Regions from separate parts of the Mus musculus genome. Here all the other regions are linked to region 1. A link is a contact called in public ChIA-PET, Hi-C, HiChIP or PLAC-seq and promoter capture Hi-C data. All regions are on one chromosome and are shown on one strand. Each heading gives the region's core, a stretch centred on a gene start, on an enhancer-like site or on the middle of the called end of the contact. The rest is flanking DNA. Distances are from core to core; before and after follow the strand shown. Region 1 holds the start of Nup214 (nucleoporin 214). Region 2 holds the start of Fpgs (folylpolyglutamyl synthetase). Region 3 has its middle 16 kb from the start of Hmcn2. Region 4 holds the start of Hmcn2 (hemicentin 2). Region 5 holds the start of St6galnac6 (ST6 (alpha-N-acetyl-neuraminyl-2,3-beta-galactosyl-1,3)-N-acetylgalactosaminide alpha-2,6-sialyltransferase 6). Region 6 holds the start of Dpm2 (dolichol-phosphate (beta-D) mannosyltransferase 2). Region 7 holds the start of Fam102a (family with sequence similarity 102, member A).

Region 1 (2,743 bases), core at 70-2,569:
GAAACAAATCATCTATCTTTTTTGATATTATCATCCTAATAGTCATGACTGTACCACTGGGGCTTGGTGGCTTTTTTTGTGGTGGGCCAGTGTGATGAAGCAACACAAAAGAAACAAAACAAAACAAAACAAAACAAACACAACAGACAAACCCAAAACCCAAACCTCTCCTTTCTGCTTTTGGCAGGAATTAAAATACTGCTATTAGCCCTGTGGTTCTAAATTCTCTACCCGAACATATCTGAGGAACATGAAGCTTGCCCATTACCGGGCTCAGCACATGTGCTGACTCAAGGAAGAGCCACTGTTTCTAAGCATGATATGGAGCACTCGACCCATGTGCATTTTAGCGACTCACCGGTCACACAAATGGCTAACACCTTCCTGCAACTCACTCATTTCCAACTGTCTACGGTCCCCTGCCTTTCCATTCTGTCAGAGTATATAAGCCAACTATTAACACAGTATCCAGAAGTTGTAGCATGGGGATCACTTAGGGTTCGCTTGCTTTTCCTTTAGTCTCATGAGTTCAAGCTGATTTCCAGTGCCAAACTTGACTTCCTGTTCCTACTAACTAGGGGTTTTGAAGGCAGATAGTGTTTCTTGGCTCCACTTTAGGTAGTTTGGACCACCCTCAAGTATAGAGAGCTAATAAGAACTGAGCGTCTAAGCCAACTGTGGTAATGCACACCAATAATCCCACCACTTGGGAGGTGGAGGCAGAGACAAGAGCCCAAGACCAGAAGCCACCTTGAGCTACAAGAGACCATGCCTAAATCGTAAGAGAGATGTAAGGCTTTTGCCACGTGACTTTGGATCATTTGCTTTCAAGGCTTCAATGCGCTCCTCTTTCTAAGCTGGTCGTAAGGGCTGCAGCGACGGTGGCGACAGTACGTCTCACTCAATAAACAAGAATCGCTGTCACCAGTAAGGCGACCAGCCCATCAGAGTACCTGGGGTAACTCAGAAGGCGTGGACAAACCCACGCAAGGACAGGTACCTGCACTTGCAGGGAACTCAGGCCCGCGACACGCAGAGCTGCGGACGCTCTGTGGGGCGAGCGATCGCGACCCTGCGAACTGCAGGAGCAGCCGGCAGAGGCGAGGCTCCAAGGCAACTCCAGGACTACGCAGGCGGGGAGGCCCCGGCCAGGCTCTAACCTTCATCTCCCGCTCAGGGATCATGGCATCCATCTCGTCTCCCATCGTGCCGCCTTCAGGGTGTTCAAGTAGCTGCTGCTGGCGCTGCCGCTGCCACCCGCGGCCTTTCAAACACAGCTCAGGCCGCTCAGGCCTCAACTTCCTTCCCTCAGCGCCCGCGGCGCGTGGTAGATGCGCGTTTCCGGCGCGCGTGACTGACGTCACCCAGGCCGGTTTTTAGTGTGCTCGGAGGCAGTCGAGGGCTGCTCGGAAGTCGCGCGCTTGCCAATCCACAAGGCCCCATTGGCCGGTTCCGCGCAGTGGGTGTGGCCATGAGGCGCGGGCCGGAGTCCGCCTTCCTTTGGATGCTGCGTGCGCAGCCTCGCTATTTAATTTTCTTCCTTAGAGAGAGGCACGCTCGGCCTTCCTGAGACTCTCGATGCTTCCCGGTAGCACTTACCTGCAGGGCTCTTAGAAGCTTCCGACTTAGAGAAGTTAGGAACTTTTTTGCTGGGAAGAGCGGACAGAGAGGTTCGGTTAGCGGGTGGACTGCACTGTGTGCCGGTGCAGAACCCTTTTAAAAACGGAGAGGAAAAGGGACAAAAGATCGGTTTTGTTTACTGTTTTCAAGGCAATCGTTTCAGATCATAAGCCATATCCACTTCACATCGCAAATGGTGCGCGGCTATCATCTCAGCTTTTGGGGATTAGAGGGTCAGGAATTCAAGGTCTTCCTAGGCTACATAGCAATCTCTAGATATCCTGAGTTACATGGGACCCTGTCTGGAAAAAAATATGTAATAAGAGAATTCCACACAAAGCAGTTAAATTATCCAATAGCTTTCAGCCAGGAAGGGTTAAGATTCAGATCTGCGTATACTGACTGATGTTGAAGACATTTCTGGAGTAGAATTATAAAAGAGGTTCCTAACTTGGAGCTGGTGGGTCAGCTCCAGAGGGCACATTCTGTCAGATGCAGTCTCTCAACAAGTTGCATGTGTGCAAGCCTCTATTCATTGTAAAATGCTAACAGTAGACCTGGGTCTTGGGCTTAATCAGATGACGTCAACTGTCTGTCTGGGACATGGGAGACCCAGGACACACTCATTTACTTGGTACCTGTTGTCAGCTAGCTCTTCTGAATTTACTGAGCCCAGAGCTGTCCCCAAGAAACACAAAGACACTGATAAATTGCTCTAGTTTATTTCAGTCTGCAGGAGACCACATCCCATCCATACATACACACATGCACACAATAATGGCACTCACCCAAATCTACCTTACAAACATCTTTTGAGTCACAGGGCAAAGCCATACTTGGCAATCCCCAAACTGCTGGTTACACCAGTTACATTTGGTCTTTTTCAGAAATAAGGCAGCCGATGTCCCAAGAAAGCTAAGCCCTTAACTAGAGAGGTTAAAAACCCTGGAACCAACAGACACAACTTGAAATATATGCCAACTCCTCCATTAAAGGGTCATTCTTAAGTCTTCCCATAGATTGATCTTCAGACCACTGCCTCTTTCTGTGCTCTGCAGAGGTCAGTGGCACACTCCTTTATGGAGGTGGTGTGTAAGCTCATGAGTTGTGGACCCACTGAGCC
Region 2 (2,743 bases), core at 90-2,589, 720 kb before region 1:
ACCCATTGCTGTTGTCCAGTGCCTTCCACAAATGGAAGTACCTCACCTACAATAAGGTGAGACTACTGTTCCCTCCCCCAGAGGGCCCTCAAATCCACTTTCTACCACGGGGGAGTTTCCAACGCCCCAATAAGATTACACACCTTCCCCTAAAGCCAGCAAATTTACTCCAATTTATTTATTTATTTGTTTGTTTGTTTGTTTGTTTGTTTTCGAGACAGGGTTTCTCTGTACAGCCCTGGCTGTCCTGGAACTCACTCGGTAGACCAGGCTGGCCTCAAACTCAGAAATCTGCCTGCCTCTGCCTCCCGAGTGCTGGGATTAAAGGCGTGCGCCACCACTGCCCAGCCAAAATTTTTTTATCTTTACTTAATATTTTTGCCTGTTTGCATTGTGCTTTTGGAGGCCAGAGTCGGGTCAGATCCCCAGTTTGGAGTCTACAATTGTGAGCCGCAGTGTGGGTCCTAAGACTTGAACCTTGAGACTTAACCACTGAGCCATTTCTCCAAACCTAATTTCATACGGGGCTCCAGGTCCCTGCTGATGAAGCATCCCGGGAGCAACCCGGTCCAACCAAATGGAAGTCTTTCCCACTGTCTCCTTCTTAGCCTGGAAATCCCCCCCCCGAACCCCACAGGCCTCGATAGGGGTGTCATTCTTCCGGGAAGTCTTCCTAGGCTTCTAGAGTGAGTTAAGAGTCTGGAGAGGCCGGGCGTGGTGGCACACGCCTTTAATCCCAGCACTTGGGAGGCAGAGGCAGGCGGATTTCTGAGTTCGAGGCCAGCCTGGTCTACAGAGTGAGCTGCAGTTCAGCCAGGGCTGTACAGAGAAACCCTGTCTCGAAAAACCGAAGGGGAAAAAAAAAAAAAGCCTGGAGAGACGGGGTCATATTCTTGACCGAAAAGGCTGCATCCCCACTGTCTGCGTGAGCCAGGACATTTCGGTGCTGGGAATTGATGACACAGGCATCTGCCAGCCCTGTAATTCTATTCCAGCTCAGAGCTTCTCTGCCAAGGAGTCGGGACTGAGAACTGCTGGCTCGGATTGGCTATTTTTGGATGTACAGCGAAGTCCTTAAGACCTGGCACAGACCTGTGGAGGATAGCGACGAAAAGAGTACAGAGTTCCTTTAAGATGGAGGACCCCCTCCCAGGAACACCCTCTTCCCTCCACCCTCCCCGGCAGAGCGCCCCCTAGAAGCATGGCGAGAGCAGCGCACCTCCGGACCATCTGCCCCTCACAAAGATGGCCGTGATAAGGCGCTGCTTCTCATTGGTCCGGGAAAATCTAGAGACTCGGATTGGTGGGTCTTAGGATGGCGTCAGGGCGGGGCGGGGCGAAGCGGGGCGGCTCCGGCCCAGGCCTAGCTTGCGGTGGCATTAAGACTATGTCGTGGGCGCGGAGCCGACTGTGCTCGACTCTGTCCCTGGCAGCTGTTTCTGCGCGTGGTGCAACGACGGAGGGCGCGGCGCGGCGGGGGATGAGCGCGTGGCCAGCGCCACAGGAGCCGGGCATGGAGTATCAGGTTTCTGACCGTTCCCGCGGGCAAACGGTCCCGTACTGACACGTGGGCAGCACCGGAGCCTTGCTCCGCTCTCCGCCAGCTGCTGGGGGCACCGGAGCATGAAGTTGCGGGGCTCGAGAGGCGGGGACATCCCAGAGCCCAGGGGAGGTGACAGAGACCGGAAAGTTGAGCTCAGGTGGCCCGATGTGGGAATTCTGAGAGCGCGTGTCCGGTGTTGCAGAGGGAATGGGCGCAGGTGACACACCAGAACGTCCAGAATCTGAATTGAGTTTTAGAAGTTCCAATGCAGGGCAATGCAGGATGAAGGGAAGGGAGGAGTTCTGGAGTACAGAGTGGAAGTACCCAGGAGGATCTGGGATTGGGGTCTCCAAGACTCGAAGACTGGAATCTAAGTATTCAGAATTGACCGGCGGGCAGGCAGAAAAAGAGGCAATAAAGAGACCAAGAATCTAGAACAAACTGTAGATTACAAACTGTGCCAGGGTCAGTTGTCAATGACCAGAACTTAATGCTGGCCAGGCAGGTGGCACCGGTTTAGGGCTGTGAGGCTTCCAGCCAAGCCTTGAGGATAAGAGGGCAGGCGACCCAGCTGGTGCCCGAAAGGAACTGCCTAAGCACAGGTTTCTCAGAATGTAGGGTAATTGAAACACACGACTGGATTTATATCCTCAAATGCCTCTCATTTAGGCCTCTCTGTTTATTTTCTGTTTCCACTCCCATCCCCCAAAGCCGTCTCCTGAGGCTGTCTGTACCCACCTGTGGATTCTGGCCCGACAACTCTTGAGTGTACTTTCCCTCCCTCTGTACCTCCTCTTCCAGATCTAATTGCTTACTTACATTGTCTTGTCTTAGGGTTAGAAGGTGGAACTCTCAAATATTCCAAAATTCAAAGTTCCTAGATTTCTAACGTCCTGGCCCCCACTCAGTGGGTGTCCAGTATAGTGGTAGAGAGATTAAGGAAAAAACCTTCCTTCCAGGGTTGGTCTTGTGTGTGAAGGCTGAGGGCATAGAAGCTTGGGGAAGGCAGCCCAGGAAATGAAGGTCCGTTAATCTTGCCAGCTTTACCTGGCACTCCCTGGGTGGGGCTAGCTTGCCCATGGCTCCCATCTTTGCTAGAACTGGAGATATGCCAGGGCTGTCCCACCAAATAGCTGTCGGCAAAGGCAGCGTGGCTGGTATAACGGGCCTGTTGCCCTGGTTTTGCCACTGGTGGGCTGG
Region 3 (2,743 bases), core at 112-2,611, 680 kb after region 1:
GCAGAGACCAAAGGCAAAGACAGCTTGTCTGGAGCCTGGAAGCCCCTTGCAATGGCTGTCGACCCTCTTAAGAGCAAAGGCAGCTTTGTCTATAAAATGTGAGTGTAATACCAGTCACAGCCTCTAGAGGGTGTTCCTGCAAGTATTAAATGAGCTAAAGCGGAGAATCCGGGTACAGAAAGGATCTAGGGTCAGCTGTGAGTATCAGAATGACCACTCATTCATCTGCTAAATGTTAAAATGGGGACTTACATAGAGGAGCCATTCCACCAGGCTTCCTGGGAAGCACAGAGAAGAGGAGCTGTGTGCAAGGAGTGCAAGCACCCAGAAGTGATCACTCGTCTCCCTACCTTCTCCACCTCTCCCGTTGGAAAATTGGGGGGTCCAGGGGCTAATCCAGGACCAGCTCTTTGTGGTGGTTTGAATAGGACCCCCCCCCCCCCCGCAAAGGCTCATATATTTGAACACTTGCTTATCAAGGAGTGCCGATACGTGACAGAGATTAGGAGGTCCACCCTGGTTGGAGGGAGTCTGTCACTGTGGATACAGCCTTGGGATTTCAGATGCAGAGCTCTCAGCTCCCTCTACAGCACCATGCCTGCCTGTGTGCCACCACGCTAATAGATAATAGACTAAGCCTCTGAAACTCTAAGCCAGCCCCAATAAAATGTTTTCTTTTATAGGAGTTGTGTGGTTAAGGTTTCCCTCAGCAATAGAGCACTAAGACCTCCTCTATCCCAGGATTGTTCCAGAAGTCACCACCACTCCCACTCTTCCTGATTTTCCAGAGGCAGGGGGGCGGGGGGAGGGAGTGGATTTCAGGACTCAGGAATGGTTTGACCCCTGAGATCTGCAGAAGTGAGTGGCTAGCCTGGGGTCTCACCAGGGGAAAGGACACAATTTCTGAGACAGAAGATGAAACAGACCATGAGCCCTGGTCCCTGACCGAAGGGTCCCTACAAAGTCCTTCCTGGACACCTCCTGGTAGACTCCAAGTGGATACCCTGGCCAGTCCACAGCCACTAGATCCTAAGTCTCTCGGCAAAGCAGAGATGTCCCCCACGGGATCCTTTGTCCTGGAAACATCCATCCTCTGGACTTTAAAGGAGGCAGAGGATACCCTGGGGAAGGAGGAGAAAGGGAGACGGGGAAGGGAGGAGACAAAACAATGACCTGAAACTTCGTCCCACGCAGGTACAGTTGTTGTTTGTTTGTTTGTCTGTTTGTTTTTATTTAATCGTCTTGGCAAAGGAGAATTTACATGCAAATACTTAGAAGAGACATCGGATCGTTAAATCCACCCAAAGGCACACACAATCTTTTGGAGATGATCTAAATCAGACTGGTGACAGAGACCCGAGACGGCGTAGTCAAGACACGCGTGCATTTCTCTTCCTAGACAAACTCAGTCTTGGGCTTGTGTGGCGACGGGGATGGGGACGAGATCCCAGAAACGCTCGTTTTGTTTTTTGTTTTTTTGGAGTCTGGCCCAACGGACTCAAAGAGGGTGAAGCAAGTTTCTTTGCTCTCACTCCATTGGTTAGAACTGAACCACATGGCCGCCCTTGCCCAAGGGAGGCTGGGAAATGTAGTCCTTTGCTCCACACCCCGCCCTGATGAAAGGAAGTGCAGGAGGCAACAACTTTCCAAGAGCTCAGTTTCCCAAACTCAGAGGATTTTGATGCTCTTTCTATGCCCACCACTATGGCCAGAAGATAGCCAAGAGGACAAGGTGGATGGATGTCAGGCAGGGTGGGAGAGGGCAGACCGGCTGCTGAGGAGGGCAGGGAGGCAGTGACCACTGCAGGGATCCTCCTTTGAATCTATACCACCATCCCCACCTCCCGCTCCTCTCTGCCCGGTCCTGTTCACCCCAAGTGGTGCCCTGGGTATTTTGTTATGGTTCGACTGTGAGGTGTCCCCTGCAAACCAGTACATTAAACACTGGTATTGGTCCCTGCCTAGTGGTTCTGTTTTGGAGTTTTGTAGAACTTTTGGCCTGTAGACAGCTTAGCTGGCAGACGTGCCCTGGACCTTAGAGATTACTAATCCCCTTCTGGTTTGGAGGTAGTTCTCTGCTCCCTGGTTTGAGTAAGCCTGAGGAGGACCTGCCTGCACTCCCACCACCATATCTTCCCAGCCATGGTAGACTAAAATCTCACCACGAGTGTAAATAAAAATTTCTCCACTATGATGTTTCTGCCCTGTATATTGGAGTGAGGAAGGGGGAGGTGGAAGACTCCCACTGGGAAGGAAACCAGCTGAGCTACCATAGAGAGCTCACTCCCCTGGGAGGAGGGAGAATTCCTAGGTGAAACCAGCACAGTAAGTCACCCACTAAGGTCAAGGCCTGCCTGTCCAGGGCGATGTGAGGCAGGATGGATGTGCCAGCCAGTGCTCTCAGCCCTCAGAGCCCCTAAGCTGTCCCTCCAGATCTGCCAGCAGGCAGCCTCCACAGCAAGCATACCCATGTGCCTGCCCGGCTTCCCTTGCACCCTGCACAGCTATGCCTGTTACATGGGGCTGGGGATTTGAACTCAGGTCCTCATGCGTTCAGAGGAGGCATCCCACTACTGATGCATCTCTCAGCCCCATCGATTTTCGACGCTTCCATGGATGCAATATGGTTGGGCTCTGTAAGTGGCCTCCAGCTTCCACCTAGGGACAGTTCCTGAGGACTGAGACCCTCCTCGGTAACAGGCTCTCTTGAACAGAGACCATCAGTCACAAGCTCTTACTAAAT
Region 4 (2,743 bases), core at 130-2,629, 660 kb after region 1:
CCTACTTCAGTGTAATGCAGAAATGTTTTCATTTTTAAAAAAAGTTGAGAAAAGTAGTTAGGGTTGAGGCTGTGGGGGACATCTCTCCCCGGGGTGCAGGGGACTTTTGGTGGTGAGGCTTCGGGGAGCATATTCAACCCTGAGCTAACAGGGTGACTGCGGGGGGGGGGGGGGGAGCGGGGAATCAGCAGGTGTCAGGGAGCCATGCTTTGCTGGGAAATTTCACTCTGCTGAAGTAGGCAGGCAAAAGGGAACCGGCAACAGGCTGTTACTATCAGCCAGGGGTTCCACAAAGGGCTGCAGTTCCCCCTGAAAGCCATGTCCTGGCTTCTCACATGCAAGCTGGGAGAGGACTCTAAAACAAACAAACAAACAAACAAACAAACAAACAGCACCTAAAATCTTACAGGCAGTCGGCACAGAGCTTGCCTAGTGTGCATGGGCCCCAGGTTCAATCCCCAGCACCGGATAAAGGGGCTATGTTAGTGCAGGTCTGCGATCCCAGCGCTCTAGAAGCTGAGGCCGGAGGATCAGAAGTTCAGAGTCATTCTCCACTACACAGAACACTGGGAGACCAGCCTGAGCTACAGGAGATCTGCCTCACAAAGGGGAAGGAAAGGAGGAGAAAGGGGAGAGAGAGGGAAGGAGGAAGAAAGGGCAGGCAGGCAAAATAAAATCGAGAACCAAAAACCTCACAGGTTCCTGGCACCTACTGCCAACATCCCCACACATGTTCCCACTTCACAAATGGAGAGGGTGAGACTCAGAAGCTTTTGGTCGCCTGCTAGAAATTTGTAACCTCAGTGCCAACCTGGGGATGCAGGAGAGGGCGTGGCCAGGCAAGGGAAATGTGCCAGAAGATGCTAAGGTTCTGCTTATTGCTGTGCGCCAGGCAAGGCTGGACGAGCAGCAGGGGTGAGGGGTGGAGAGGACAGGACACCAAAGCATGACACCTCGAGGACTTGGGGGGAAGGAGGGAACCTCGAGAGCCGCGCGGTGGGGAGACCTTGAGAACGGCCGGCGAGGGGCTCTACCTGGGTCGTGGAAAGGCACCAGCGCATAGTTGGCGATGACCCGGCTGCGGCTGCTCAGGCTGCGCTCCAGAATGCGCGAGGCGCCGTCGATCACCTGCATCAGGTCATCCCACATGGAGCCGGTGACATCGAAGACGAAGGCTAGGGTGGCGTCTCCTGTGGCGGGGGACAGCGTCTTCGTGGGCGCGTCAGACGTGACCACCGCCGCCACTGCTGTAGAGATCGCCACGAGCAGCGGCAGGAGCTGCGCCCCAGGCGTCATGGTGAGCCGGAGGCTGCAGCCCTGATGGGACCCGCAGGTCGCAGTGAGAGATGGCAGTGCAGTCTCGCTCTAGCGGGTTCACCGGACAGGGGCGCGGCGGGGTTCCCCTGGTGGGAGCCCGAGGCGGTCCCTAATGCCCACCCCGCCTCTCGCACCCCTCCCCCGCGCCCCGCGGCGTGACTCAAACTTTCCCAGCCCCTCGGCTCTCTGGTCCAGCCCCGAGGTTAGAGGAGGACGCAAGGCAGAAGGCAGGAGGGAGGTGGGGCCACGGCCAAGGGCGAGGGATGAGGGTGCGGGAATCCGCGGACACCTGCAAGCCCTTCTGCGGGGGCGGAGAGGCCACAGGAGCAATCCAAGCCTGGCTCAGACAGGCTTTGCACTCACTGCTACCTCTATCAGTGGTTCTGAGCCTCCCCAATATTGTAATTATTCTTGTCAAAATCAACAAACCTAAGCCTGGCGTTCACTATGGCCTCGGCATCCCACAGATAAAGTCTGGAAACTTACGGTAATCCTTGGGGAAGATACTAAGACCAAACGTATTTGATGCAAGACTCGGCGATGAGCCCATTACTGAATGGTGTAGGCAGCATCTGAAGCCAAATATAGAAGGACCCCAAGTCCCTCAGGCTCTTCCGTCTCCCCTGAGTATTGTAAGACATCATTACAGGTCATATGGGGACTCCACAGGATTGGGCACACACTCCTCTGGTCACCTGTCCAAGCGGACTCATGGATTGCATATGAAGTGGCTGCGGCACCTGTTAGGGGCTGCCTGGGCTGGGTTCAACCATCCTTTGATGGTTCCTCTGCCAGCTGGGTGGGAGGTGCTGCCTCTGCCAGTGGGCCAAATGAGGATGTCCTCTGCACAATCAGGTTGGGGGTGCTCTCTCTCTGCCATTGGGCTGTTGGGGTACTCATCATTGGCTGGGCAGAATGCTCCATTCACCATTGGGCTGGCCAGAGGTGTTTCCCTCCATTCTGTTGCAGCCCTTCACTCTCCCAGGCGGTACACTCCCAGTGGTTTCTGTCCTTACAGACCAAGAGCCCCTTGGAGTGAAGAGTGTGCCTTAGCGTCCACCCCACCACAGGGTGGTGACTCATTAGATGTTGCTTGACTGGAGGGGGCAGCTTTGGCAAGCATGTTTGATTTCTTAGGGTCTTTTCTGTGTACAACACCCTGGGTGAAGTCAGAGAAACCCTGGACATAGCTGAGAGCTCTGGGCTATAGAGGCGACACTCTCTTGACCCTTCCTCTGTAAACACCTCAGCCAGGAGCAAAGCCACTCCACACTGTCTCTTCTCCTTTGGACCAGCCTCAGTTCCTCCATCTTTGAGGCTGCTGGGACCACTCTGTTCTGCATCCACAACCCTGTGTGTCCTCATCCTAGTTCTGACTAAACTGTATCACTGGGACTGTGCCTGGGTGTGTGACCTTCCACTGCAA
Region 5 (2,743 bases), core at 114-2,613, 630 kb before region 1:
CTCCCCTGGGTCTGGCCACAGCTCCCAGACAGACCACCGTCTTACTACCCTGTCTTGCGCATGCCCCGTGCTCCAGACACTTGGAGCACTCCAGGTCCCAGGCCCACGCCCCACTTTCCCACCTTTGCCTGAGCAGTGCCCTCAGCCAGGACTACGGTTCCCCCGGTCAGGCCCGTCACGGTCCTGCTCTGAGAACGCCATGGTCAGAACAGCGTATCAGGTGCCAGTGCGAATGTCGGGTCCACACTTACTGGCTGGGGGGCCTCGAGCAAGCCATGTGACCTCTCTGAGCCTCAGTTTCCTCATCTGTGAAATGGGAATAAGAACTGGTAACTCCTGGGGCGACTGGAAAGATGCATGCATTTGTGAAAAGGAGAGCCGAAGGCTTGAAAGTACTATATCAGAAATCCTAAGCCTTCGGGTTACTCCGTTCAATGCCCGCCCCTGCACAAGCCTGTCCCAGAAACAATCCTCCCCCTCTTGACCCCAAGCCGGGGACTTCCCTTATATTACGAAACATGCTCCGGAGCTACGCAAAGCATCGCCTGCCTACACACTTTTCAAGGCAACGCCTGGTAGGTGCTCTTGCTCCCCATTTCACAGATGAGGAGACTGAGGGATCAGAGAGGCAACGCGCCTCGCAGGGAGCAGGAGCAAGCGGGGGAGGGGGGAATCTTGTAGTGTTTGTTTACAGGGCGGAGCCTGAAAGGGTCTCCCGGGAGGGTCCCCTTGTAGCCTGTGCGTGCGCCAGACATCTAGTTCGGCTCGGAGTGGCCAGGCCTGGTGGGGAGCTGCTGACTCCGCTGGGGAGGTGGCAGCCCAGAAGCCTAGACTCAGCTCCAAGGCTGGACCTGCGGAGGCTGAGCTCTGGGCTGAGGGTGAGGGCCGCACCCTGAGCTCGCTCTGGGGCTTCTCCAGGTGACGGGAGCAGGGTACCCCCGAGTGCCTCGTGAGAGGCTCAGCCCCGCTCCCCATCTTCTGCCGCTGCACCCTAGGGTCAAGCATCCTATCCTGACCCCGGCTCTGCAGGGGAGGGGTGCGGGGCCGCGGCAGGGTCGCCCCATCTCCAACACGAGAGGCCCAAAGAATCCCGCTAGATCTCGGGGTGCAGTTAGCAAGCAGAGTGGGTCTCGGGGAGCCCTGGGGCTCCCCCCTTATCAGCGGCTCCCCACTGCCGAGGCGCAAGCACAAGCCCCCTCCCGCTCTGCTGCCCGCCCCCGCGCAGCACCGGCTCACCTCCGCCGGGGAGCGCCCGGCCCCCCGCGGCCCCCGCACCCCGTCACATGGCGCCGGGAGCCGAGAACCGGGGTCCGCGCCGCTCTGGCCGCCCAGGCCCCGCCGCAGCTCCAGCCCGCCGGGTCCTAGCGCCGGCGCTCGCAGTCCCGTTAGGGCCGAGCGAGAGGGCGGAGCCTCAGGCTGCGGATGGCCCCGCCCCAGGGAGGTGCCAGAGAGGAGAGACGCTCTCCCACAGCACCCTCGTGCCCCGCGCCCCATCCCAAATCTCATCCATTTCTCTCTCTCCAAATGGACACCAGGACCTCGGATGGGGAATCCGAAACGCGGAGATCACTGGGTTCGAACTCTGGTTATTAATTACCTGGACTCCCCCTCGTAGAGACCCAGTAACCATCCCCTAGGCAGCTTGGTACTTCATCTCCTTATCTCCGGAAAATGGAGAGAGCAACGTTTGAAAACGTAGCTTTTGATGGGCCTGGTAGCTTAGAGGCCTGCACCCTACTTAGGAGATAGAAGAGGGCGGAAGACTGTTGCAAGTTCAAGGCCAGCCTGATAGACATAGTGAGTACCGGGCCGGCCAGGGGTACATGGAGAGATCTTGGCTCAACTCTCTTCATCCTACCCTCAAATATTCGTTGCACTATTTTATGTGACTAAAAGGAAGCAATCTGGACCCAACCAACTGGATGGCTCAGCAGTTACAAATACTGGCAACTCTTCTAGAGGACCTGGGGTCCACTCCCAGCACAGTCCTAGGAGGATCTGTCGCCCTCTTCTGGCATCCATGGGTACTGCACATATATGTGGTACACAGACATGTGGAAGCAAAACATCCATACACATAAAATAAAATGAAAAATTAAAGAAAAATGCAACCTGAGGGCTAGGGAGATAGTCAATATGTCAGACTCGATGCCGTGTTCTGCTTCTGTCTTTCGAAACAGGGTTTCTTGGTGTAGCCCTGGCTGTCCTGAAACTTGCTCTCTAGACCAAGCTGGCATTGAACTCACAGAGATCCCTCTGCCTCCCCAAGTGGTGGGATTAAAGCCGTGTGCTACCCCCGCCCAGCGACGTCACGTGTTTGTAATCCCCATTCTGGGGGTGGGAAGAACAGGAGACCCCTCCAGCTAGCTTACCCTTTCTGGGCCTCCCAGGTCAAGGAAAGAACATTGGAGGCTGACCTTTGGCCTCCAGACATCCAGGGATGTGCATGTATGGACACAGGGATGTGCATATGTAGCCTGTTAGAAAGCTGGTTACATAAACAAAGACTGCCTACCCATAGTGTTCTAAGAGGCTGGGAACGAGGGTTAACGTGCATGCCTGAGAGGGTGATGGGGAGATTTAGGAAGAGAAAGCATGTTTAAAGAGTTCTGTTTTGTAATTACTTAGGAAAACATCATAGTAAAACTTTCCATTCCCCACCCTAGGTACCTATTAGGTCCTGCAGATGTACACAGTGAAGGTCACAGCTGGACAGTTTGAAACACAAGAGTAGAAATAGTCC
Region 6 (2,743 bases), core at 91-2,590, 600 kb before region 1:
CCCACCTTGATAGCATCCCCAAGCGTGGATATGTATCATAACAAGAGACCCACCATATTGTCTCTGTATTGTTGAATACTGCCTGGGCCTTGTGAGTGCTGGAAACCATCCTTTTTGATTTCTGAGGCCCTGGCTGACCTCACCAAGCTGCCCTCCCCCCTTCTTCTGCCTTCTGAGAACTCTAGGTCTTTTAAAGAGGTCTTTATTTTTTGATCATGCATTTGTGCCTGTGAGTCCAGGTGTACTTTCATCCAAGCCCTGGATCTCCAATCTAACTCCTAACACAACTTAAGCAGCAATGGCGTTCCGTTCCAGGGACTTTTGCTGGGTCTCCTGGAGCTGGAGTTACAGATGGTTGTAGCTGGCCATGTGGGTGCTGGAACTTGAACCCCAGTCCTCTGGAGAATCAGCCAGTTCTCTTCATCACCGAAGGTCAGCCCACCTAACTTTCCTCTCTGAAGGATACCAAGTACTGCAAGATGCCCCTTTCCAAGCACAGTGTACTTTAAAACAATAACTAACAAAATTTCCCACATTAAAGAGAGAGGCAGAGAGAGAGAGAGAGAGAGAGAGAGAGAGAGAGAGACTTGAGATGTTAATAAACTCCACCGGCGACTGCTACACCCAGGAACCTGCTGGCTAACCAGGAGGACAAACACAAAATAAAGCCTCACTGTGCGGCAGTTCAGAGGCTGAGAAACAGCCTTCTCCCCGAGTCTTAGCCTCCTCATCTATAAAATGTAGACACCATCTGCAAGCACCATAGTGTAGATTTCGTGAGATTAGAGCTAGCTAAACATCCAGACGCTGGCACACAGACGCTGATTAAGTCGCGTTAGGAAACTGGCTTAGAGATCCAGAGCAAAATGAAGGTGAGCGGGGTGGGGGTGGGGCACACATACCAAGAGAATCACCCAAGTGGTGTAGTAGGTGAAGATGATCAAGCTAACGGCGACAAGGCCAAATCCTACTGCTTGGTCTGTCCCGGTGGCCTGGAGAAAAATAAAGGCTCAGCAGGCGAGATGGCTCGTGTACAAGCACTAACGGAGGGTCGGAGCAGCCGGTTTACACTCCAAACCTCTCATTCATTTAGAACCACGGAGGGCTTACTAGAAGTGGCTCTCGGGTTTAGAAAGCCACGTCAGGCCTCGTGTCACCTGTCTGCAAGCGGTGGAGAGAGCGATCTGGGTTTGGAGAGCCCAACTCCATCTCCCAAGGAGACTCTTACTCAGAGCCCCGACCCCTGGTACCCTCAAATCACACATGTACTCCACCCCAGGCTCACCATCTCTCCAGCGTTCCGCCGGAGCAACAAAATACATCCGGTTCCTGGTTTAGGCCTTTCCGGCTTGTAAATCACGTGACACGCGGAGACTCGTCTGAGCTGACGTGCGGGCACTTTTCCCCGCCCTCCAGTGCATGTCGGGAAATGTAGTTTCTGCAGGGAACTGTAGGGCCGGGAGCTCAGACTTTCAGGTTTTTGTGGCTACATCCCTGTCAGACCCTTCCCAAACAATAATCATTTAAACATTATCCTACAGTCCCAAGCCAGAGTGAGATGTACCCCAGAGTTGGAAGTCCCGGAAAGGGATAGATCATAATGAGTTGGTTGTTGAAGCAGACATCAGAATTCAAAGGCTCTACATTCTGGCCTTGAAACTGTTAATGGAAGAGTCTGTATAGAATGACCACCACTGGCCTGGCCTATGAGAATTTCCACTGGTTGGCTTCCTAGGGAACTTTCTAGGCTTCCCTTCATTGTCCACTGCCAGAGGTTTCAGAATGGCCCTCTTAGAACCAAGGGGCGCTGGGCCAAATTATCTTTCATGCTTTTCTTCTGTTTCTCACCCAGAACACTACTCTCATGGCATATGGGGCTAGCTGCTGTAGATCCATTCTTCTCCAAATGCTACACCATGCAGGTTATCCATTTCTGCAACCAGAGGCAACAGCTCCCTCTTTGTGCCCTGACAGGTATTTTTAACCAGTTTCTTCGATGATTAGGACCAAAAGTGGGGCTTTAAGATCCCCGAATTGATGCTGGGCATGGTGGTGCATTTCTGTAGTCCCAACACTCTGGAGGCATGAGGAGTAGTAGGTCTCCTTAAACCTCATGGCTAAAGGAAACCTTATAAATACCAAATAAAAACGTTTTATTCTTTCCCCAAAACCAGAGTGAGACACCGTCTCAAACAAGAAGAGGTTCAGGAGTAACAGGTGTTCTCCGACCTTTGTCAAGTGCCCATTCATATTCATACAAACATGTGTGGACATATATGTAATATGTATGTGTGTGTTTGTGGTGAGCATTATGACTGGGGTCAGACTGGAGAACACTAACCTACTTTCCCCAGCATGTCATCTTACACATACATGGCTAACTCCTGTTAGCAGCCCCCAAGTCAACACGGTGATGAGAATGAAAAGAAACACCAACAAAAAGCAGTAACAAAAACATCGGCATTTAATTCCACCCCCAAACCAAACATTGACACTAGGCTGATTTCCCCATATGACATAATTTTCTATTATAAGCTGAGACAGATATGAACAGCCCACGGAATGGGGTGCAGTGGTAACCTGGTTAGAAAGGAATAACACAAAAGCAAATTCTCCCCACAGAAGAAGATGGGCCTGCTCATCCTGCCAGACCACGTGGTCAGCTGTAGGGTAACCAGAAAAGAACCCTAAAAATATTGCAGATCTTTTATATCTCTCTAATAGAAACATTAAACTGTCTTAC
Region 7 (2,743 bases), core at 122-2,621, 560 kb before region 1:
TTAGCCAGTGGAGGGCAGTCACTCAAGAGGGGGCTGGGCAACCCAAAATCCAGCCACCTCCCGCAATCAAATCCAGGGAGTGCCTGGAACTGGGCTTTCCCAGCCAAGGGGAGAGAGCCAGAGAGCCCTGGCTGGCCCAATCTCTCAATCGTATGACAGCCACAGGAGCCAGCTTGGTGGCAAGGTGGCCTGAGACACCCTTACTTAATCCCTTAAAGTGAAAATCTCAGTCAGCTCTCTCCATACAAATCTGTAAAACGGGTGACTTGAAGAGTGCACGCAGGGCCCTAAAAGGTTTCTGGCTGGTCACCTGCAGACAAATGCCAGGCGCTCTGCCAGCTCACTCAGACCTAAGTCCTGCTTAGAGCAAATCTTTCCCCAGGCGGGCCCCTTGCCCATCCGTCCCTAGCTGAGTCTTCCACATTTGCCAAGTGGCTAGATCTCACTCATCAGCACTCCCCACCCTCCCCTGCAAACGCGAAAACCTCAATGCCTACCTGGACGACAAGCTGACAAAATCCCCGCCATCCAGCAGCCGGACCTTGCAAAAGAGGACCCCGTTCACGAAGGGGACCGCAGTCAGCTCCTCCAAGGTGAAAGTGGTTTGAAATTTAAATTTCTTCTTCTTCATCAAAAAAGCCATGAGCAAGTTCCCTGAGTCTGAAGCCCGCAGGGCCAAAAAGAAAAAGAAAAGAAAAAAGAAAAAAAGAAGGGGATACTAGAAAACCCCAGGATTCCTTTCCCGACACCACACCCCCCTCCTCAAAAACACCAGAGCTGGATCCAGTCCAGATGGCGGCGGAGGCTGCGGGCAGGAGAGGATCTGAGTTCGGAGCCCCAGGTCCAGTGAGCCGGCTGCTCTCACCCTCGGGGAACCCGGGCTCCACTGACATGTAAACAGCGAGGTGCGGCCCCGGCAGCGGGGGCTGGCGTGGAGGGCGGCTCGCAAGCGAGCAGCAGCATCCCGATCCGCGGGGCCCGGCGGACCGGTGAGACTGACGGAGACGGCCGGGCGAACCGCTGGAGACCCGGGCGGCGGCCCCGCCTCCGCCCCGCTGGCTGCCGTGGGAGGTGCCCAGGCGACGCACACGCCTCCGCACCTGGCGCACCGCGGCCTGCGCAGGTGAGGCCCCGGGAAGCGGAAGCCACCTCGGCGACCGACCCGGCTCTGCAGGGACCGCTTCGGGAGGCTCTGCCGGGCCGGGAACGTGTGCCGGTCCGCCTCCCGCTCAGTCCTGGGACCTACGCCGCTCCTGCCCTGCCCGAGTCTCAGGCGCCTTCCGACCCGGCCGGATGGCTTCTGCCTCGGTTAGCACCGCTGGAGCACAGCGGCGCCGTCGCCCGCACCTCCGGACGCAGCCGGCTGAGCCCGACGCAGCTCGGCGCTGCTCGGAGAATGCCGAAGCCCCGGCGCGACCGCCCGCGGAGCCGCGGCCGAGAGCAGCAGGGGCGGGGCGCGCGAGGCTCACAGCCAACCTGCGATTGGACAGGCCGACTGTACGAACACGAATTTCTATTGGCTGGCGGTGGCGTGGGGCGGGGCTCGCGGAGGCAGGGCCAGTTGAGGGCGCTCGGATTGGAGCGCTCGCGGGGCTGGACCCGCCTCCTTGAGAAGCGCGGTGGGGGGGGGTGCGGAGAGGCGGTGGGAGGTCGCGGGGTGTGGGGGCCGGCACTGGAAAGAACGGGAGGAGAGCGCGAGCCCAAGAAAAGGAGAAACAATGACTAGGGGAAACAATCTGGAAACTAGGGCTAGAACGGCCTGCCCGGATCCCGCCAAGACCTGAGCTCAGTGAGCAATGAAGCAGGCTGAGGAGGTAGCACCCCTGTTCTCAGGAAAACAATCGCAGAGGTGTCTCAAGACCTATGCAGGTCTTGCTCGCCTCTAAAAATGACAAGCATCTGTCCTGGCTTTGCCGCTCTTGAAGATCCATTGGAGCCCGGCAACCTTGTGACTCGGCCTGCCTGGTTCCAGGCTGTTATCTAAGGCTTTTGTTTAAAGTTTCCCGATAGTTATGGCAAAGGACACCTTGGGGACCTCGTACTCTCCAAACTATCGGCATTTTATGATTCTTTTTATCCAGGCCGCCAGTGTTTAGGAACTCTGTCCTGAGTCAGGCAGGCACCCAGTGGAAAGACTGGATCTGAGAGTCTGCTGAAGAACTCAAGTAGGGAGGTCAGAGGAGGCGTGTGCTTTCGGATTGGAACGGAAGTTCAAAGGATTCTGACACAAAGCCGGCCAAGCATCGGGGTACAGGCAGTGGCAGTCACTAGAGGCCTGCTGGCCCGGCAGCATGGTACTCAAAAAGTTTGTGGAGTATCCCTGGATGAATTCTAATTTGAGAGAACAGCAGATCAGGCTAGAATCTGGCCCAGTCTTGTAGACCAGAGCAAAGAAGGAGGCATCTCCTGGTTTTTTGAGCTAGATAGTGACTTGATTGTTCTGGCATCAGATAACTTGGAGGAAAGAAAATGGGGAAATGGGTGAGTGAAAGGCCGTTTTTGATCCGGGCAGGAGATAAGTTAAGGTCTGCTGGACTTCCCTGTGGAAAATTAAAGAGAGTTGGGCTGATTGGCATTTGAGATGTAAATTCTCTGCCGGACATCATGTTTGATACCATGCATGATATCATGTTTGGACATGTGCATGAAGACTTCCTGAGCTTACATTTCAGAAGCATGGGTGGCAATCTCTGCTCCTCATAATTGTCCCATAATGTGGAAAACGCAGTCAGATTGGAGATGA

The links. Promoter capture Hi-C pulls out the DNA fragments that hold promoters and counts their contacts. Hi-C and Micro-C count contacts between places; a contact is called where the count stands out from the background. ChIA-PET counts read pairs in DNA pulled down with a chosen protein or histone mark. HiChIP or PLAC-seq counts read pairs in DNA pulled down with a chosen protein or histone mark.
Region 2: a Hi-C map of regulatory T cells shows a contact between it and region 1, with 2.9 times the contacts expected there. The contact joins the promoter of Fpgs here to the promoter of Nup214 in region 1.
Region 3: a contact with region 1 is called in an H3K4me3 HiChIP or PLAC-seq map of bone marrow-derived macrophages, with 3 times the contacts expected there. The contact joins the enhancer-like site here to the promoter of Nup214 in region 1. A contact is called at or near these places in 5 of 39 promoter capture datasets (the 3T3-L1 cell line, 3T3-L1-derived adipocytes, hippocampal neurons and 2 more), 1 of 115 datasets of contacts at active chromatin or transcription factors (bone marrow-derived macrophages) and 1 of 9 other capture datasets (liver).
Region 4: a contact with region 1 is called in a promoter capture Hi-C map of hippocampal neurons, with 2.0 times the contacts expected there. The contact joins the promoter of Hmcn2 here to the promoter of Nup214 in region 1. A contact is called at or near these places in 4 of 39 promoter capture datasets (the 3T3-L1 cell line, 3T3-L1-derived adipocytes, hippocampal neurons and 1 more) and 1 of 9 other capture datasets (pancreatic islet).
Region 5: an RNA polymerase II ChIA-PET map of memory CD8 T cells shows a contact between it and region 1, with 5 read pairs. The contact joins the promoter of St6galnac6 here to the promoter of Nup214 in region 1. A contact is called at or near these places in 1 of 39 promoter capture datasets (cranial neural crest) and 1 of 115 datasets of contacts at active chromatin or transcription factors (memory CD8 T cells).
Region 6: a contact with region 1 is called in an RNA polymerase II ChIA-PET map of memory CD8 T cells, with 12 read pairs. The contact joins the promoter of Dpm2 here to the promoter of Nup214 in region 1. A contact is called at or near these places in 2 of 484 Hi-C or Micro-C datasets (CD4 T cells and embryonic stem cells) and 2 of 115 datasets of contacts at active chromatin or transcription factors (large pre-B cells and memory CD8 T cells).
Region 7: a contact with region 1 is called in a Hi-C map of embryonic stem cells, with 5 times the contacts expected there. The contact joins the promoter of Fam102a here to the promoter of Nup214 in region 1. A contact is called at or near these places in 1 of 39 promoter capture datasets (pre-B cells), 2 of 484 Hi-C or Micro-C datasets (embryonic stem cells and muscle stem cells) and 2 of 115 datasets of contacts at active chromatin or transcription factors (extraembryonic endoderm stem cells and memory CD8 T cells).

Annotation. Positions count from the first base shown.
Region 1 is chr2:31,973,026-31,975,768 of GRCm38.p6, reverse strand. Nup214 (nucleoporin 214) reads right to left here and starts at 1,319. Exons shown (of 36, transcript NM_172268.2): 1 at 1,161-1,319. The coding sequence starts at 1,205. Aif1l (allograft inflammatory factor 1-like) reads right to left here. Exons shown (of 6, transcript NM_145144.1): 6 at 2,327-2,743.
Region 2 is chr2:32,692,771-32,695,513 of GRCm38.p6, reverse strand. Fpgs (folylpolyglutamyl synthetase) reads left to right here and starts at 1,339. Exons shown (of 15, transcript NM_010236.2): 1 at 1,339-1,525. The coding sequence starts at 1,388.
Region 3 is chr2:31,296,864-31,299,606 of GRCm38.p6, reverse strand. No RefSeq gene overlaps it. Among named protein-coding and RNA genes, the nearest start is that of Hmcn2, 16 kb to the left of the region's middle. Within about 2 kb of position 1,361, at least 129 of the 459 cell types and tissues checked have an H3K27ac peak or open chromatin away from gene starts, as enhancers often do. A contact at or near this core is called in bone marrow-derived macrophages, where this site is marked.
Region 4 is chr2:31,312,968-31,315,710 of GRCm38.p6, reverse strand. It overlaps Hmcn2 (hemicentin 2), which reads right to left and starts at 1,379. Exons shown (of 98, transcript NM_001370902.1): 1 at 1,035-1,379. The coding sequence starts at 1,296.
Region 5 is chr2:32,605,605-32,608,347 of GRCm38.p6, reverse strand. It overlaps St6galnac6 (ST6 (alpha-N-acetyl-neuraminyl-2,3-beta-galactosyl-1,3)-N-acetylgalactosaminide alpha-2,6-sialyltransferase 6), which reads right to left and starts at 1,363. Exons shown (of 7, transcript NM_016973.3): 1 at 1,237-1,363; 2 at 252-306. The coding sequence starts at 277. Gm52551 (a long non-coding RNA gene) reads left to right here and starts at 447. Exons shown (of 2, transcript XR_003954025.1): 1 at 447-575.
Region 6 is chr2:32,569,455-32,572,197 of GRCm38.p6, reverse strand. Dpm2 (dolichol-phosphate (beta-D) mannosyltransferase 2) reads right to left here and starts at 1,340. Exons shown (of 4, transcript NM_010073.2): 1 at 1,286-1,340; 2 at 903-992. The coding sequence starts at 1,288. It overlaps Fam102a (family with sequence similarity 102, member A), which reads right to left. Exons shown (of 11, transcript NM_153560.4): 11 at 2,448-2,743.
Region 7 is chr2:32,533,987-32,536,729 of GRCm38.p6, reverse strand. Fam102a (family with sequence similarity 102, member A) reads right to left here and starts at 1,371. Exons shown (of 11, transcript NM_153560.4): 1 at 498-1,371. The coding sequence starts at 643.